3 separate regions of the Zea mays genome follow, and regions 1 and 3 are each linked to region 2. The links are chromatin contacts, called in public Hi-C maps. All regions are on one chromosome and are shown on one strand. The core of a region is the stretch at or near the end of the contact, and the rest is flanking DNA. Distances in the headings are between cores, read along the strand shown. Region 1 holds the start of LOC542371 (extensin). Region 2 holds the start of LOC100281832 (VQ motif family protein). Region 3 holds the start of LOC103646485 (digalactosyldiacylglycerol synthase 1, chloroplastic).

The links. Hi-C and Micro-C count contacts between places; a contact is called where the count stands out from the background.
Region 1: a contact with region 2 is called in a Hi-C map of bundle sheath, with 2.1 times the contacts expected there. The contact joins the promoter of LOC542371 here to the promoter of LOC100281832 in region 2. A contact is called at or near these places in 5 of 25 Hi-C or Micro-C datasets (bundle sheath, ear, leaf and 2 more).
Region 3: a Hi-C map of bundle sheath shows a contact between it and region 2, with 2.6 times the contacts expected there. The contact joins the promoter of LOC103646485 here to the promoter of LOC100281832 in region 2. A contact is called at or near these places in 2 of 25 Hi-C or Micro-C datasets (bundle sheath and leaf mesophyll).

Annotation. Positions count from the first base shown.
Region 1 is chr2:56,708,648-56,712,284 of Zm-B73-REFERENCE-NAM-5.0, forward strand. LOC542371 (extensin) reads right to left here and starts at 1,438. Exons shown (of 2, transcript NM_001111947.2): 1 at 202-1,438; 2 at 1-34. The coding sequence starts at 1,369. The coding sequence ends at 251.
Region 2 is chr2:56,974,623-56,978,376 of Zm-B73-REFERENCE-NAM-5.0, forward strand. It overlaps LOC100281832 (VQ motif family protein), which reads right to left and starts at 2,492. Exons shown (of 1, transcript NM_001154752.2): 1 at 1,130-2,492. The coding sequence starts at 2,422. The coding sequence ends at 1,475.
Region 3 is chr2:57,367,684-57,371,427 of Zm-B73-REFERENCE-NAM-5.0, forward strand. It overlaps LOC103646485 (digalactosyldiacylglycerol synthase 1, chloroplastic), which reads right to left and starts at 2,245. Exons shown (of 7, transcript XM_008671211.1): 1 at 1,323-2,245; 2 at 751-783. The coding sequence starts at 1,931.

The DNA of each region.
Region 1 (3,637 bases), core at 188-2,687, 270 kb before region 2:
GCTAGGACACAATTCTTCCATCGATCGAGACCACCTGTCCCAACACAAAAGAAAAGGAGAGCCTATGGTTAGTGCCAGACTATGCCAGGAGATCAGTATGATACTGACGATACATTTGACACAAGCATACTAAATGTATGTAGTGTGCATGCATATTGCATGCTCCATTCTTGTACCGTTGTACGTAGTATTAGTACGTACCTAAATGCTCCAGAGACTGACAGCAGTGTGGTATGGTAGGCATCGGTTTCTAGTAGTAAGGTGGCGGCGGGCTGGGGGTGTGAGACACCGGCGGCGTCGGAGTGTAGGTGGGCGGCTTGGTGGCCGGCGGCTTCGGTGTGGGAGTGTACGTCGGTGGGGTCGGCTTGGGCGTGGGAGGCTTGGTAGCCGGTGGCTTGGGGCTTGGAGTGTACGTCGGTGGGGTCGGCTTGGGTGTCGGAGGCTTGGGGGAAGGCGTGTACGTCGGCGGGGTCGGCTTAGGTGTCGGAGGCTTTGGGGAAGGGGTGTACGTCGGTGGGGTCGGCTTGGGCGTCGGGTGTGTGGGAGGCTTGGGGCTTGGAGTGTACGTCGGCGGGGTCGGCTTGGGCGTCGGAGGCTTGGGGGAAGGGGTGTACGTCGGCGGGGTCGGCTTGGGTGTCGGAGGCTTGGGAGAAGGGGTGTACGTCGGCGGGGTCGGCTTGGGCGTGGGAGGCTTGGTAGCCGGTGGCTTGGGGCTTGGAGTGTACGTAGGCGGGGTCGGCTTAGGTGTCGGAGGTTTGGGGGAAGGGGTGTACGTCGGTGGGGTCGGCTTGGGCGTCGGAGGCTTGGTAGCCGGTGGCTTGGGGCTTGGAGTGTACGTAGGCGGGGTCGGCTTAGGTGTCGGAGGCTTGGGAGAAGGGGTGTACGTCGGCGGGGTCGGCTTGGGCGTGGGAGGCTTGCTAGCCGGTGGCTTGGGGCTTGGAGTGTACGTCGGCGGGGTCGGCTTAGGTGTCGGAGGTTTGGGGGAAGGGGTGTACGTCGGAGGAGTGGGAGTGGGTTTGTGGGGCGTAGGGGCGGGAGTGTATGTGGGTGGCGTCGGCTTGGGGGGCGTCGGGGTGGGAGTGTACGTCGGCGGCGTGGGTTTGGGGCTCGGGGTGTACGTGGGCGGCGTCGGCTTGTGCTCCTTGGGCGGCTTCTCCGGCTTGGGCCCGTGCTCCTTGGGCGGCTTGTGCTCCTTTGGCGGCTTCTCCGGCTTGGGCCCCTTGGTGGGGGGCTTCTCCGGCTTCGGGGTCGGGGTGGCCGGCGTCGGCGTCGGGGTGTACCCGTACCCGGCGTCGGCCTGGATCTCCACGGCCAGGCTCACGGCCACCAGGGCCAGCAGCAGAGCAGCCCTGCCGCTGCCACCCATCATCCTCTCTCTCTCACACACTCTCAGTAACTGCAAGCTCTTCTGGTTGGCTCTAGCTGGCCAATGGCGCAGTGGTGGTCTGAGGAGAGACGCTCACCCTGCCACTGCTTATATACACGGAGGAAGGGGTGGGGTGGGGGCCTCGGATGCCCTCTGGGCTCTCGTGACGCCCTTCGACGGAGAGGAGGAGGAGAGAGAGAGGGCACTGCGGCGAGAGAGAGGCATTCAGGCAAGCCATGTGGGGGCAGCACGGGAGGCTTCCCCGATGGTCACTCGCTTCGCTTGCATTGGGGTTCACCGGCACCGCTCACTGGTCCAGCACGGGCCAGTCTGAACCTGCATGTTGACGAATGGAATGGATAGAGCCGGGCGGGCACTTGGTGGAGCAGGTGGATTTACATCGTTTGCATCTACAAGTAGTTCCCACAATACTCACGTTATTGTGTGCATTCACTCCGCCTTGCACTGAAGTAGCAGAGAGTGAGACCTGTACACAAGAAGAGCCGCCATGTGCTGCTCGCCGAGATCAAACGACGTGGATCGATCAAGCTGAACGGCAGATCAGATAACGATCCGCTGGGAAAGATAATACTACTACCTTCGCCTATGAATAAATTAGATTTATAGAGTTATTATGGCATGTACAACATCATTTAATATGAACTCTCTCGAGAGATCTACCTTCTCGGCTAGATTCGTCGTCTCTTTGACCGGATCGCCGTCTGGATCCGTCAATGTCGAGGCCTTTCTGGTCGGATCCATCGTTACCCCTTCTATTACGCCACAGGCGCGGCTAACATTACTGGTGCAGACGTGTGCGCTGCCGCCGGCCTCTGAATAAATTAGATTTATAAAGTTATCGATCAAGCTGAACGGCAGATCAGATAACTATCCGTTGGGAAAGATAATACTACTACCTTGCCTCTGAATAAATTAGATTTATAAAGTTATTAGGGCATGTACAACCTCATTTAATATAGAGTCTACCTTCCCAGCTAGATCCGTCGTCTATTTAACCGGATCGCCGTCTTGCCGGTTGGATCCGTCGATGTCGTGGCCTTCCTGGCCGGATCCATCATTACCCCTTCTATTCCATCGCGAGCGCGGCCACCATAACGGTGCAGACGCGTGCGCTGCCGCGGGGCTCCTCGACGTCCAGACGATCGAAGAAGCAAGAAGGTCACCCTGGTGCTAATTTTTATGTCGCCCAGCCGATCGTTGACGCTTGAACATCGACCCCTACCAAAGAATAGGCTACTGCTGCGTGTCTCCCGACCACGACCACCTCGACTTCGGCTATCTCGGCATCCAGGGGCTATCATTTCCTCGAAGTCCACACATCGGCAACATTCACACCCTCATCACGCTACGATTGCAGGGGTATCAACTCGTCGGCTTCTACCTTCGGCTTCTACTACAGTCTCATCGTGTGTGGTGCCCCCGTTGCGACTGCTGAAGGATGTTAGACTGTATGTGGAGGGGCGGGCACCACTGTTGGGCTACCGACCCATTAGGATTAGGGCTATGCAATATAATAAATCAATCGCTTCACAGTCCAACATTATCCTGTTAACTTTGAGATTCAGATTTATTTTTTTAACGGTGGAATTGTTCCAAAGTTGCCTTTTTTTCAAATGTTTTTTTCTTTTTTTTCATTATGATGGCATGCATAAGGGGAAAGTGGAACAATGTGTTCGACCTGAGATACAAGCAGTGAATTAATGAATCGAGAGATCTGGTTGGATCTGAACAAGACACTTGCCTTTAGGAATAGTAGTAGATCACCAGAGCGCTTAAGAACGAGGGCCCAGCTAATTAGATGCATTGCTACGCTTGTGTGCATTTCGGCTCTTGATTTTTTACCTTTACCCAGAGCATTTCACCGTGTTCTGCAACATGAGAAAAGCTGCAGAAATTTTGGGGGTACTGCAGCACTGACACCCACCCACTCATTCTGCAAGGAGCTGATGTAAAAAGGGCTTAAGGCCAGGGACGAACGAACACAAGTATACGCGGTTGCGCAGAAAGGAAATGGGGGAGGACGTTGCCCCCCACAAGGCCACAAGTGGCTGACGACGAGGGGCATGTGCGTTCATCTGAGCAAAGGCATTTTTGGGTCGTCGCTGAAAACTGAAAAAGGCTGGGACGCTTGTCTTCTTTCTTCCCTCCTCCGGTCCATCCGTCCGCCCGCCCGCTGAACCGAACGTCCAAGCCAAACCGCAGGAAAACAGGCGAGACCGATCACCATTTCCGCGGAAATCGAGATCGAGA
Region 2 (3,754 bases), core at 1,242-3,741:
TTCACCTCGGAGGTGTATAAGGGCCTTGCAAACCCTGTCTAGATGGGATACACGACTTGTGGGTAAAGGGTGCAACCTCTGTAGAGTGTAAAACTGGTATATCAGCTGTGCTCACGGTCAAGAGCGACTCAGGACTCTCGCATGATTAATTTATGGAATTAAACATAATTTGTCATTTGTATTGCATTGCATTGCAGGTGTTATTATTAATTGTGATATCTTATTTATTTGTGTTAGTATCTACTTATACTTAGTAACTGCTAATAAATTTTGACCAACTCTAAAAGCAATGCTCAGCTTTAACCATCTCCTTTGATAAGCCTTACACTTCACATGATCTCCCACCTTTCGTGAGTTCATGCATATTATTCCCCACAACTTGTTGAGCGATGAACAAATGTGAGCTCCCCCTTGCTGTACTCACACCCCCAGGTCAAGAACAGATACCACAAGATGAGGCGTATGGAGGACGCTGTGGTGAGTTCGTGAGTGGTCTAGGCCGTCGTCTCCCAGTCAACTTTGGTTGTTGGATCGTTGTCTTCATATGGTGTAATTATTTATCTATTTTGTACAGAACTCCGTTATATATTAATGAAGTGATATTCGTTTCTGTATCATGAGTCATCATATGTGTGAGACTTAATCCTATCACATTTGGTGATAAGTTCGCGCCCGTGTTTGGTGCCCCTAAAACCCGGGTGTGACAACAAGTTCGACACATCACATAAACATATAAATATCTATATTTGCCGTCGAAATATTCTTGGAGAGAAAAGATTCGACTTGATTAGGGATCCTCCATCACGAATCTAAGTCTATCCCAAGTCATATACTTATTAAATCTCTGGTTAACATTTTTAGATACAAAGTTTAAAAAATGAAAGTTTTTGTTTTCAAAAGGAATCTAGTAAGCAAATCTAATAAGTTTTAGATAAAACACCTTACTTGAAATTGAAGATGGACCCATGTTTGTTATATGAGGAAGTATCTTCTGACTTCTGTGCCCTTTTGTATTAGATGCATTAGTTGGCTTTAGATTTGGGGCGACAGCCCACGAGTAGGGACTGCAGGTTTGTGAGTTCGGTAACAACGCACCATGTCAGCATGACACAATGATAACAGCATCATCACCAAGCTAAAAGAATTAACAAATCATCCATTGAAGAAACAATAATCACTTCCTTGGCCTACACAAGGGGTGTAAATCCAGTGGAAAAGAAGAAATAAACAAGGGCCGCGCTGTCCGGCCGGCTGCTTCTAGTAGTCATTCATTCACTACTACTACTGCCACCTGAAAACTTTCAGCATTGCATCTGCACTAATCAAATAGCACCAGTTCCGGCCCCACCAACTCGCCCCCACCCGCCAGAAGAGAGTCATGTAGGGAAAGGGCGTGGAAAAATGCCGCAAAAGTTTCGGCCGCTGCTGCATCTGTCTTGGACGGAAGCGGCGCCGGCCGATGTGGGGCGGCGAGCTAAAGATCCGGCAGGCTGCCGAAGAACTCGGCGCACGTGGCCGGCGACGGCACGGTGGGCGTGGCGAGCAGGTTGCGGGGGCTGGGGACGAACGGGTCGGAGTAGTAGGCCGGCGGCGGCGGCTGCCGGGACCCGCCGTTGGCCGTGGCGCCTGGGCCAGCGGCGCCGACGCTGGCCGTGGACGCTGCCCGGAGGATGGGGCTGAGCTCGTTGAGCCAGCTGACGCTGCTGGGGTCGAAGGGCAGCGGCGAGAACAGGCCCGACGCGGCGGCCGGCGGCAGCGAGGACGGCAGCGGGGACAGGATGCCGGGGTGCCTCGCGGGGCCGAGCACCGCCGCGAGGGTGCCGTCGGCGGCGTAGTCCGGCGCCGGCGCCGGCGCGGGCACGGGGCGCACGGACCGCTCGATGGTCGCGAGGCGCGCGGCCGGGGACATGGCGGCGGACGGCGAGAGCAGCAGCTCGGGGGGGAGGAACGCCTGCCCCAGCACGCCGCCGCCGTTGGCGGTGGCGTCGTCGTCAGCCACGTGGCGCTCGTGCTGCGCCTGCGCGCCGGGGCCCGTGAGCCGCTGCACGAGCGCCATGAATTCGCTGGGCTTGGCGTGGATGACCTTGGGCGACGCGTCGTAGATGATGACGGGCGCGCGCCCGGGCTGCGGGTGGTGGTGGTGGTGGTCCCGCGGCCTCCCCTGCCCGGGCGCCGGCGGAGCCCCCGAGGCCGAGGGCTTCTTGATGGCGTGCGACTCCATCCTGACGTTGAGCCTGGGCGGGCGCGGGCCCTGCAGCTGCCGGCGCGGCGTGGTGGGGCGCCCCGACGACGACGGCGGGTCCATCGGCCCCTGCGCCCGGTGCAGGTGCTCCGTGTCGGCGGCGGCGGCGTGGGCGTGGACGTGGCCGTGGTGGAGGAAGGGGGAGCGGGAGTCGGGCCGGGAATGGGAGTGGTTCAACATGAGCGAAGGCGCAAGGGGGCGGGAGCGGGAGGAGTGCGTGTGAGCTGAGCTCCGCCTCCAAAAATCCGCAGGCAGAGGCGAGGGAGGCCAAGTCAAAGGGACGTGTGGGTTTTACGGCGGCAGGGAGGGAGCGCGGTGCTTTTTTATTTTTATTTTTTACGGACGGCAGCTGCCAGCTGCAGCGGCACTCACTTGGGCAGTGGACTCGGCTCGCCTCCGCGTGGCCGGGCCGGTGCAATTTTCTATACGCCGGAAGTGGTATCACGCGCGGGACGGCGGAGAACTCGTCCTGCCCTGCGGACTCCATTTGGAAGCGTCCGGTTCCGCTCTGCCTTTCATGGTTTTGTGTGTTTGCGCTGCCTGTCCGACTGGCATGCCAGCAACGCAAGGCCGTGCAATAGGATTATATATATACTAGGTTTGTGCCCGTGCGTTGCCACAGAATTTAAACATTAGTATAAAATATAAATACAGAACGAAAATATCTTTATGATATGCAAAATCTGTGTGGCAAAAATATCATCGTAACACTAATATTATGTAACCTAATATTATATTGACGATATAAATATGTAATACTGTTATAAATATATCGACTCAGATAAAGTAAACTGATGTCTATTATTTATACGCGCTTTCTGCTGCGTCGTCGGTGGCATTATTGCATACTTAAGCATGCACAGAGGCTCACTTCATTGGTTTGTAACCATTGATAAGTGGCAAATGGAGGATGGATATAGAAGAAATAGTAGCATAGACAAAATAGGCAAAAACATTTAGCAAGTATATATAATACATAGATACTACATCACATTTACGATATATATATAGTTTAAATAAATTAGTTATTGAAACTCATTCTAAATCTTTAGAGCAATATTAATTATGAAGATAAGTCGACATAGTTCAGTTATAAAGATTTAAATACTAACTCAAATGTAAAGGATATAGAACGCACTGCCTCCTTCCCTGACGACTTCGACATCCAATCCGCTCACTCTCAAGATCATATTCCCATTAGCATTGTGCATGATGAATGTTCATAGCCGATTGCTTCCTTTGTTAGAATTGTTAAATAAATGTGTTAATGTGCTTGATGAATGTTCACATTTGATTCCTTGTCAAAACTGTTAAATAACATGTTTTAGTTAGTAAAGGCTACATATAAATGACATGTAAATGAATGTCATCTAAAGGCATCGTTTACTTCTCTATAACATGGTACACAAATTAAATATGGCGCTTTTCTGCTTGGTCGATAAAAAATAGGAGTCTGACAGAATAAAATACACATAACAAGCTTAATCTTATAACTGAATGGAGGATTGTAGT
Region 3 (3,744 bases), core at 995-3,494, 390 kb after region 2:
CGTGGCACAGGGCAAGAGGGTCCACGACTTGACGCAGGAGCGACTCTCCTCTGCGTACGTCCGGACGGTCCGCGTCTGGGGCTCGGACGGTCCGCGATGGCGCAGAGGGTCTTCTTCTCGCAGCAGACCTAGATCTCGCCTCCCGGGAGAGACCCCGTCGGGAAGGAGAGATCCTAGGGCATGTCTTGGCGTCGGCAGGCCACTCAAGACGCCTCTAGTCGACGTAGAGCCGAAGAGAGGTGAGGATTTGAAGTAGAGGGAGACTAAACTAGGGCTAAACTAGAACTACTCCTAATGCATAAGGTAAAAATGATAAATAGACTTGATTTGATCGATTGTGTGGGATTCAATCGGCCGTAGCACTTCATCTATATAAAGGGGAAGGTCTGGACCCGTTACAAGTCGTTTCCCGAGTTAATCCCACAAATATAGCTAACAAATCCCGCAAGAAACTCGAAAGCCTAACTGATTCTGCGCACGCGCGGACCGTCCGCGTCACCACCGCAGACCGTCCGCGCGGTCACTTTTCTGCGTTGAACAGTTACAAAACCAAATTATGTCCTCAAAGTACTGCAGGTATATCTAGTATAAGCTTGCAGTTTGCAAAAATGATATAATCTATGCAAATGGAATCTAGTTACGTCAGAATAAGGAAAAGGGAAAATGTATCCAAATTCAACCATTAGCTGTTCTATATCTGCAACACAAACAATATTTCCAGCTGTTATCCATTGTTTCCTATGGAATTACCTTGGATTCCTGATAGCCCTTGTTCAGTGATTTCTGCAAGAGAAGAAAAGGATTCATATTAGTCTGTAATACTTTCATCAACAGCAGACAACAACTCTAGCATAGTGTACTCAATAACTCGATAGCATCATTTATTGTTCAAGACCAAATTGCTGACAAAATTCACCAAATACTTGTATGCTAACAAAACAGTTGAACTATAAGATTTTGTACTCTGCTAATAAAGTGATCGCTAAGCTAAAGAGTACCCCATGATGATTTTTCAGTAACATTTTTTAAATATACTATCTGGATGGATGCTTATAGAAAACCTTACAATGCAGAAATAAATGCCTACACAAACAGTGTGCTAGAGCTAGACAGCTAGTACTGATAAATTATGAATAAACTGAAATGTGTAGTGTAACAACGTCAAGAGATTAGCACAGAAATCCCTAAGATTTTCTTGCTGTGGATGCCAATGTTTTGCTGCTGAAGCGCTGTTTGTCACTCCATTCCAATTTTCAAAATAAGTGATAGAACAAGCGCGAGTGCAGCATCCTATTAAACAAATAGCTACGGTTGAAACTTACCATGCCGAACCTAAATTTCTCCACAAACTCGCCACGGCCACGGAATCCAGCAAATATGCCGCTGGACAGGCTCCGGCGCTCGAACTCCTTGAGGCCGCTCTGTATCACCCGAACCACCTCCCACTCCTTCCTCCCCTCCTCGTCCTGGTCCCCCTTCCGCCGCGCGACCCTCCACCTACCGCCGCGGTCCCCTTCCGCCACAATGGCGTTGCGAATGGCGGTGATCCCCGAGAGGTCGATGCGGAGGCTGCTGGCGCCTGGGGCGGGGGCGGCCCCGGGCGGCCACCGGGCGTCGGGCGCCCGCGACGAGCAGTGCCTCCGGAGCTCCTGGATCTTGGGCTGGATCCGCCTGCGCACGAACTCGACCTCCGCGATGGGCGCCCCCGTCGCGACGGGCGGCAGCGGGGGCGCGGGCCCCGTGAGCGCCGACGCCGCGGACGCGAGGAGGTGCTCGAGCTCGCGGTCGGCGCGCGCGCGCACGGAGTCCGCGCGCGCGCGCATCAGGCGCAGGTCAGCGGACGCCGAGTCCCGCACCTCGCGCCACCCCTTGGAGATGAAGGCGAATGCGCCGCCTCCGTCGGCCGGCGGCGTCTCTTCCTTGCCCATCATTACTATTATCCGGTGGAGGGCGGGCTTGCCGCGCTTGCGCGAGCGCGAGGGCTGAGCTGGGTGTCAAATGCTTCGTTGGTTCTAGAAGCGCGTAGGAGGTGCGAGTCGCGCGTGGGAAAGTTGAGGCGCGAGATGGTTCGGACTTCGGCGGGGAAGAAAGACGAGGAAGGCGACGGCGGTGTCCGGTGGGGCCCGGACGGGGCGACGCGCTGCTCGTGGCTCGTGTGATTCCGGCGGGCGAGGCCCGGTGTCAGGGAGGGAGGGAGGGTGGTGACAATAGGAATCGTGGGTCCGGGGGAGATCTTGATATGTGGTGGAGCGGTGACTTCACTTGGCATTGGCAGTGTTTGGTCGACGTGGACCCCCGGATTCGGAGCGAATATGCGCGTGGGTGCCGAGCCGCGGTTTGCGGGCTTGCGCTTGCCTGTTGTCTTTCGTCGCTTGGCATTTTTCCGTATATAGTTTTCTTTTCTTTTTGAGAATATAAAGGTGATCACATTTTTTTTCTTCGTTTCTGTATGTATTTATTATAATGAAGATTTTCATATTTGTATAATTTTCTGAACTGCATTATTCTTTTCTCGTGGGTCATGGACATGTTTCTCTGTCTGGGCGTCTGATAAGTCACGCAAACAACTAGTGCAAGCGTCTTCCTACTGTTTATATGAAGAAAACAACAAATCGTATGCGACGGGAAGCATGCACTGAACGAACATAACTGACTGGACTGGAGAAGAAAACGCGGTGGCTGGCAAACAAAGAGTCGCGGCCCAGACCACGGTTTCGGTGGCGAGCCCATCTTGTGCTGCTTCCCGCTAGGCTGCTGGTGAGGTTGGCCTGCTTGGCCCGTGTGTTGTTGCTGAATGCAGCGCTATAAACAATGGGCCTCATTTCTGGCTCGTAACCGAACAGAGCACAATTGGCTGGGCTTCTAAGCCGCTTTCTCTGTACCGGAGCGGCAAAAGCGCGCACACACAATAAAGGTCTTTCTCCCACTCTATGCACCTAGAGTTGGCGAGGTAAGCCGTGCGAACTGGCTCACTCTTTTCACGAGCCAAAATAAGAATAGCTCGACTCGCTATGGCTTGATCAAGTAAATCAGGTCTTTCCTCTGACGAGCCTGAAAAATCAGCTCAGTTTGACTCGCTTCTGCTTCACGAGCCAGCTCATCGAGCCAACGAGGCTAACCATAAATATGAACTTACTCTCTAAATTATACTAGTCGGTTGCCCGTGCGTTACGACGACCTATAACAATACTCACGTAAACTATTCAAAAAAAAGATCTCAAAATTTTTTATTGATTGTCTTCGCTCTCTGTATAATATTTTTTGATTTAGCTAACTGATGTTATTGTTTACTCCATGCAATATATCTTGGTACAACACGATCAATAAAGTGAGCGATTAGAAAAGAGTTCACAACGACTGACTGAACGAACAGAGATTATAAAACGGTATAATTCCACCATACAGAGACCAAATAAGAAAAAGTTTGTGAGCTCAAGTTTCTAAAATAAGTCACATGAAGTCAAACTGATAAAAAGATAGATCAAAATGTGGAGTGATTGCTAAAGTCAGGCATAAATAAAAACTGGATGCGCTCCATATAAATTATGCTACTTCGTAGCAATTACTAACGTTTTAAACCAACAAATAACCTTTCATTTTACTGTTAGTGTGACAAATCATTGTTGCTCCATCCAATTCAGCAACCTCAAACACCATGTAGTCCATTGTGCCAATATGATTTCAGAAACGACCTAATGCTTGCAAGAGCCAAGAACGTCGTGCCGTGCTTGGCTGTAGCCTCGG